2 separate regions of the Triticum aestivum genome follow, and region 2 is linked to region 1. Evidence: chromatin contacts called from public Hi-C data. All regions are on one chromosome and are shown on one strand. The core of a region is the stretch at or near the end of the contact, and the rest is flanking DNA. Distances in the headings are between cores, read along the strand shown. Region 1 has its middle 41 kb from the start of LOC123057245. Region 2 holds the start of LOC123063462 (cysteine-rich and transmembrane domain-containing protein WIH1).

What was found. A called contact is a pair of places that touch in the nucleus more often than the background predicts.
Region 2: a contact with region 1 is called in a Hi-C map of leaf, with 2.7 times the contacts expected there. The contact joins the promoter of LOC123063462 here to the enhancer-like site in region 1. A contact is called at or near these places in 3 of 5 Hi-C or Micro-C datasets (leaf and an unstated tissue).

The regions. Positions count from the first base shown.
Region 1 is chr3A:717,329,229-717,333,058 of IWGSC CS RefSeq v2.1, forward strand. No RefSeq gene overlaps it. Among protein-coding and RNA genes, the nearest start is that of LOC123057245, 41 kb to the left of the region's middle. Within about 2 kb of position 2,118, at least 2 of the 8 cell types and tissues checked have an H3K27ac peak or open chromatin away from gene starts, as enhancers often do. A contact at or near this core is called in leaf, where this site is marked.
Region 2 is chr3A:717,466,301-717,470,154 of IWGSC CS RefSeq v2.1, forward strand. It overlaps LOC123063462 (cysteine-rich and transmembrane domain-containing protein WIH1), which reads left to right and starts at 1,442. Exons shown (of 3, transcript XM_044487254.1): 1 at 1,442-1,702; 2 at 1,815-1,914; 3 at 2,022-2,378. The coding sequence starts at 1,657. The coding sequence ends at 2,070.

The sequences.
Region 1 (3,830 bases), core at 868-3,367:
TTTTACGGAGGCCACGGGCCCCTACCCACCACCCACGCCACACCACACCACAACAGCACGTGGTGCTGCTTTGCTCCTCCCTTACTGCAGCCGTTGACCCAAAGCTAGCTTAGCCTTTCCCCTCCTCCCTCCCCCTTGAGTCCCTCCCTTCACATCATTGCTGATAATCAAGCCCCTCATAATCAGTCCAAACCTCACCTCCAAATGCCCATGCCTCGCCCTGCTTTTCATCCCTTAAATGGTTCTATCGCCCCCGGTGTTTGTGATGGGTTTTGTTTTCTTGCTTTTTTGTGGAGGATTCCATGTCTAATCCATATCTTTTTCATGGTGATAGATAGGTGCGTCCACATTGCCTTCTTAAAGGGGCAGTGTAGCAATTGCTGCTTCGGCTTTAATGATTTTGCGACTTCTCATTACGGGGGTCTTGGGGAAGGACAAATTTCGGTGTTCTAAAAAAGCTTGTATTTTTTAGCATTGAACTTTTTTCTGCTGTAGTGTAAATTGATCTCTTCTACATGAAAAAGTACAAGCACATCAATGACTCGAACATTGACATGTCTAATTTGTTGTCAATGAGAAAAATAAAATTTAAAACTTGGGCCAGCCCGCCCCAAAAGCCTGGGACTAGTCCGAGCTCATGCTTACCCAAGCTCGACAACAAATCAGCTCAATAAGAAAATATAATTCGTATTTTAAAAATATTATATTTTCAAAAGCCTGGGATTATATTAATATTTTTCAAATATGAATTATATTTTCTTTTTCCCTCCTTCCAAACCTAGGCTTGGTATTTCAAGGTAGTGTGACCTAGAAACCTGCCCAAGTTTACAGACGAATTCGAACTATGGGCACCTTTAGTGTATAGCTTAATACTCACTCCGTTCCACAATGTATTGTATATCTACTTTCTAAAACTCAAACATGTTTATATTTGACCAAGTATATCGATAAAACTATCAACATCCAATATACTAAATAAATATATGCACAAAAAAATACTAAATAACTAAAATATGAAAATACACTTCATGATGAATCTAATGATACTAATTTTTTTATTTTGGTACTAATTTTTGTTTTGGATGATATTATAATCGATCTCAATCAGACATAAACTTGCTGAACTTTTCTAAAACCCAATATACACTACACTATGGAATGGAGAGAGTGTAATGAAAATGAATCGGGAATATATGGTAGTGTCTCTTTGTTAGATGGGGACATTCGAGCTATATCAATGTGGGCTTGGTGTTGTCTTTTGTAGAAAACCATCAAAGGAGATCTTCAGTTTTTGTAGAAATCCAACCTAAGCAACGTGGGATTGGCCTCTGCACCGTCAAAAGCGATACAGTTCATAAGATGGGACATCTCTTTTGCGGGGAATGATGCGGGAAATTAAAGAAAATGTTTGGAGAATGTGGAGTCGGGGCTGATGAGAGGTAGTATTACTCATGAGTTAGTCATGGAAAATTAGGCTTGTAGAGTTCACAATTTGCATATTTTCCACCAATCCCCATCAATACAACTTTATCTTTGTACTACTACCTAGTAGGAGAAAGCCAGTTGGACCTAAATGCTTAGGTTGCACTACCGAGGAAGGGGAAGGCCAGTGCATGGATGGGTCAATAGGGCCATCATTCTACTACCAAATTATCACGGGACAGGGAGAAGACGTGATGCTGCTGGTGTGACATGTTGGGCTTATCTTTGTGTTTCCCATTTGGGCCTTCCATTTGTATCATTGCCATCCAGTGAACGTGCCCAGTTGCTAAAAAAAAAAACCCAGTGAACCATGCAGACCGTTGAATCCTCGGCCGGCCGTTGAACCCGAGCGGCACAAAAACAGCCGTCTCCACAGGATTCGTCTGCCATCACCTGGAGCAGTTGACAAAAAATCAGTGAATTTTCATCATGACAGAGCAGATGCGTCTACCTATATAAAAACAGAGCAAGCATATCTTGATGGCATCTAGAGACTAATTATGAATAATACAAGGCTGACAGCTGTGGTGCTGCAAATTTTGTGTGCAAATTAAATTGAAGTCTATGAAGAGTCCAATCATGGTTAAAGCAATTGGATTTTTGCTTGATGCCTGTCACGATCGTGCTGGCGATTCTCCAGCTGCTGCTGGCTGGGCTAAGCTAAGCTTGATAGCTCCTTGACGCTTCTAGAGACAGGAAGACTCAATTTGCGCAGGAGGCATACAAGTCCGTGTCCTGGAAAAGGACAGAACCAACTTGTCACACCTATCCATACGGATCTTGATCGATTTGATCAGTCCGGATCCCGGCATCACCAAGGCGCAATTGTAGCCATCAAATTCACGCTTTCTTACATACTCCTGATGGCAACACCCCAACTAACAAAAATATCTGCATGTGCAACTCAACATACCTGTTTAATTAATTTATTTAAAGGCTTCCATACTTTGGTCTCTCTTTGTCTCCCCCACATCGCACATTACAGTTCTACAATTGTCCCAAAAAATGTACATAAGAGCACTCGGGTGCCACACCCCCCTTATATTCAAAACTAATTTAGTAATTCAAAAAATCCCGGAACTTTTTATGGAATCAAACATGACCAAGTATCGCACTTGTATAAAAAAGTTTAAACAGGGAATGACTTTCATTGTATCCGGGTCAAAGATTTGCCAAAAAGAACTAGATAAAAGTACTATTCATGCTATATTGTCGACATAAATTTATTTATTTTTGCCTTGAAGTCAACGGGAATCATTCCTTGGCCAAACTTTTTATACAAGTACAATACCTGGTCATATTTGATTCCAAAAAAATTCCAGGACTTTTGACCTTTTTTGAATTACTTTTTATTTTTGAACATAGGGGGTGGAGTATCCGAATGCTCCTAATGCGCTCGCTACAGTTGTCATACTACTTAATTTTCTCAAGTTCTCGTCAAGATGAGATTTAAGTAAATTTTACCACAGGTGACATCCGCATATGGCTTTTTTGCTGTTTCTTTATGTTTTGAGTATTTAACAAAAAAAACTATCACAATTCATGAAAACGTGTCCAGAAACTACCACTCTACAAATTTGTGCTGAAAACTACCACTTTTTTTCTAATCTTTGACTAAAACTATCATGTCGCATAAGTATACCCAATTCGTCTCTTCTAAACGCCTTTCTGACAGGATGGGCCCACAAGTCAGGTTGACCCTCTTCTTCCTCCTCTCTCTCCCTCTCTTTGGCATTTCTACAAACACCTTATGTGCACCAGCAAGCCACCTCCGCCGCCGACCACTGCCGGCGCTCACTCACGCACGACAGCGCACACGCTCGCGGCAGCGGCGGCTATGCGCAGCTCACCTGGAGCATGGACGCCGACGCCTCTGCTCACGCCCACACGCGGCCGGCGCGGCTTCTCTTGCTCGTTCCCATCCCCGCTGCTGCTCGCGCATGGCGTCGCAGCACGCACCCATGCGAGGCCGGCGCGGCTACTGCTGCTGCTCATTCCCATCCCCGCTGCTGCTTGCGGCCCGAGCTGGTGCTCTCGCCCACGCACGGCCGGCGCGGCTGCTGCTTGTGCCCGTCGCGGCCCGTGCGCACCTCGGCCTCCACCACTCGGAGCTCCGAGCTGACCAGCAGCATGCCCGCATGGCTAGGGCCGCCGCAGCTCGCGCCCGTGCGCGGCCGACGCGGCTGGTGCTCGCACCCTTCGCGGCCGGCGCCGCTGCTGCCCATGCGCACGTCGGCCTCCACTGCTCCGAGCTGACCCGACGGCCTCGGCCCGCATGCCGGCGCGCTCGTGCTTCACCGGCTCGGACATCAGTTAACGGCGGCGGCGGCGGGGCGAGTGGATAGGCC
Region 2 (3,854 bases), core at 192-2,691, 140 kb after region 1:
GTCTCCTTGGCTGCTGAAATTCAGAAGATACAAAGAGAATGCAATTTATCTCCCTTCTCCCCTTTGCTGCCGTACACGCAAAGCAGCACAAGAGCTGCATGGTAGCAGTTATTGAGTACCACCTGGGCTAAAATATGAGGCACATACATACAATTTAATAAAACATACAACCTTTGGTGACGGACGAAGAGATCATATATGTGTGACGGATGAAAATTTCAGAGAAGAGCACCATTCTTTATTGTTAATAGGTACATATAGAGACAATAGGAGAGATGAGAAGACTAGAGTGAAATTGTAAACAAAAATCATGTAAAAATACTAAAATATAACACAGATAAAGAGAAAAAGAAAATAATCCAAGAGACAATTTCCTTAAAAGTAACCTAACAAAGATAACATAAGACGAGAAAGAGGGAAAAGCTAAACCCAGGATTAGAGCTATTTCCTTTTTTTTTTGCGGAAGGACAAAAGAATAAGAATAGGCATGATGAGAAGAACAACTAAGAAAAATGATTAAGAACCCGAAAAAGAAAGTAAATAAAAACAAAACGACGAGCAACAAACGTAAACTTTGCCAGATCCAGTGTCTATGAGAGGTATCAAAGTCCCATTGTTTTCTTAATGCCAGGCATCGGATTCGAGTCCATGAGATTGATCTAATTCCCATTTTTTGTAAATGCCGGGCATCGGATTCGAGTCGCAGAACAGGGCAAGGTTTCAGTCTCCTTGGCTGCTGAAATTCAGAAGATAGAGAGAGAACGCAATGTATCTCCCTTGCCCATGCCCATACGGTTGCTGAGACCGAAGAAACCAACGAACCAGCCAACGCCGTGATGGAGAGAAAGCAGCTAGGGCGATACGCCCAGAGCCAGATCGAGGTACACAAATATCTCAAGCAGCGGGCGGGAATCGAATCGTTTGAAAAAGCCCTCCTCGGGGTCACACGAGCAGAGCAGCAGCCGGAGGAGGGAACCGGAATCAACCGATAGATTGCTGTATCCTGGACCCCCTGTCGGCTGTTCCTGTTCCTAGTGTGAACATGTATCTTCCGGTCCAGGCGCTTCCTTGCGATCGAAGATTTATCTGCCCGCCGGCCGGCCAATCTTTCCTCCCCGGAGAGAACCTGATTCCCAACTGACCCTGATGATTTCACACAGTGTTGGGCAAGGAATATCGGACAGAGCAGCCGTCCTGAAAATCTAGTCAGAAAGCGCCGCCTCTGACGCGGTGCTTTGCATCTCATCTCATCTCATCTCAAGCCTTGGACTTCTCCGGCCGCCGATCAGGCCACCAAACCCATGGGCGGACGTGTCAATCCCGATCCTTTGTACGTGTGCCTATCCGCTCAACCAACCTCGGCTATTCGAGGAGTGCTCGCTTTCGACTTGTCAGCTAATAAAGGTGGTGCTGAGGCAGAATCGAATCAAATTACTTGTCAGCGACTGCGCGGTGCGGTGTCAAAAGTTGGGGGAGAAGCTTCCGTGCTCTGCCTCTCTGTGTGTGCTATCCGTGTGCCTGAGCCTGACACCAGTGCGGCTGGCGTGTATATATAGAGGGTGCTGGAGTTGGAGACAGGTATCCATCAGCAGATCAGCTGAATCCGATCGACAGCACAGCACAGCAGAAGCAACTCGTAGCCAGAGGACATACCTGATGGAGAACAACAGGAGCAACCAGCAGGCTCCTCCACCACCGCCAGGTATTGGTCGATCTACGCTACGGACTCGTTGGGGTTCAGCTCCCTGAAATCTTCAGATAGATGAACTTGTTGCTGCTTTCGATTTGTTCATTCGTTGGTGTTGGTGTTGCAGGGTACCCAACGGCGGCTGCGGAGCAAGGCCAAGCGGGCGGGAAGAAGGGGGGCCGGGCGAGCACCAAATCCAGGGGCGAGAAGGGCTTCATCGAGGGGTGGTACGTACTCCCCACCACCAGCTACTCCATCCATCGACACCACCTCCTTAACTGTCGTTTGTGATTTCCGGCCTGACAGTGTCTGAATTTGGTGTGTGTGTTTTCAGCCTGGCGGCGCTGTGCTGCTGCTGGATCTGCGAGATGTGCTGCGACTAACCGGCCGGCGACGGCGAGGTTCCTGGCACAAGGCCTCGGTGCTATCGTACCCACGAGGAGCGTATGCGTATACAGAGAGAGAATTGTTCTTAATTTCAGTGCCCGTTGTTTTAGGTTCTACATATATACTCCTAAGGTGATGCACGCATGATCAGTACTGTACCTGCCTACCTGTGTGCGTGTGTGAGATATTTCATGTATCCGTCCGTGTGCAGTGCCATATTCATGCACCGCGTCGTGTGTAATTAACCGGTGTGTACGAGACCGATATACTACTCAGTAATACTGTGATTGAGTATTTGATTTGAGGGTGCTTCCACAGCGTATTATTCACCCATTTGCATCTTCTTACTCTAGCATCATCGGGCCTCTTGAAAAAACAAAGAATCCTTTGAAAATTCTCTATTCCCTCCGTCCCAAAATAAGTGTCTCAGAGCAACTCCAACGGGGCGACCCAAACAGACGCACACTTTGTTCGTTTTTTGTCCGTTTGGGTCGGCCAGGCAGACGTGCGTGTCCGTATTTTAAAATGGGTCAGCTTGACCGCCCAACGGGGAGGCCGACCCAAAGGTGCCGCCGTGGGAAAAAAATAATACCCCCTCTGTAAACTAATATAAGAGTGTTTAAATCACTAAAATAGTAATCTAAACACTTTTATATTAGTTTACGGAGGGAGTAAGTTGCAAGAAATAAACATAAATAAACATAATTAAACATGAAGTGGCCGGTCAAACGCCGGCCAAAGTCCATCTAAATCTAATAAACATAAAATACAAAATTAAAAAAAGTCTGTGCCCGCCTACTGCCGCCCGGCACGCTACCCTAGACGTCGTCGGCCTTACTCTTGCCCTTGCCGTCGACGCCGCCGTCGTCGGTGAGGTTGATGAAGACCGGAGCAGGGCCAGCCCACCCAAGCGCCGCCTGGTACGCTGCCAGGGCAGCCTCCTCCGGCGTCTGCTGGGGCGGTGGCATTGCGGCAAGCCGCGCGCGCTCCTCCTCCTCCTCCTTGAGCCGGAGCGCCTCCGCGTCGCGTTGGAGCATGGCATCATAGCGCATCTGCTCCTCGCCGTCGGCCTGCTCCTGGCGGACTCAGTGCTCCTTCCATCGCTCGAGGTGGGCCGCCTCCTCCTCCGGCGTCGCGGCGAAGTGGACGGGAGGCGCGCTCACCCACTCGCGGTACTGACCCGTCCACGAGTAGGCCTCCTCCGGCCAAGTGGGGGGAGGCGGGGAGCGCTTACGCATCGGCTCCGGCTCCGGCTTCGGCTTGGGCTAGACGGGCGGCGCGGTGGCGGTGGCGGCACGAAGAGCGGGGTGTGAACAGAGTCCCCCGCTGCCGACAGGGCAAGGGCTTGCTCCAGCCCATCCCAGTGCGCGTCCTCCTCGAGGCGGCTAGCCTCCAGCGCGTGCTGAAGGGCCTCCTCGAGGGCGGCTTGGTACTCCGCCGCCGCCTCCATGTCCTCCGGCTCTACCTGCGGGGGCGGCAGTGGGAACGGCGGTAGGACGACGTCGACACCCGAGCGCCGTTGCTCCTCATGTTCGAGGGCGAACCACGCCTCCCAGTTGGGGGAGTCGGCGGCGTACTCTGGCAGCCGACGCTGCTCCGGCGTGAGCTGCGCGCGGCGCCTGCGCACCTCGTCGTCGTGCGCCCGTTGGGTAGGAGGAACCGCCGGCACCGGGATCCGCTGCGGATCCAGATGCCAATGGTGCGACAGCGTGACATCGGGGTACGACAATGACTGCATGTACTCCCAGTGCCACCGCGCTTGGTGCACCGGGATGTGCAG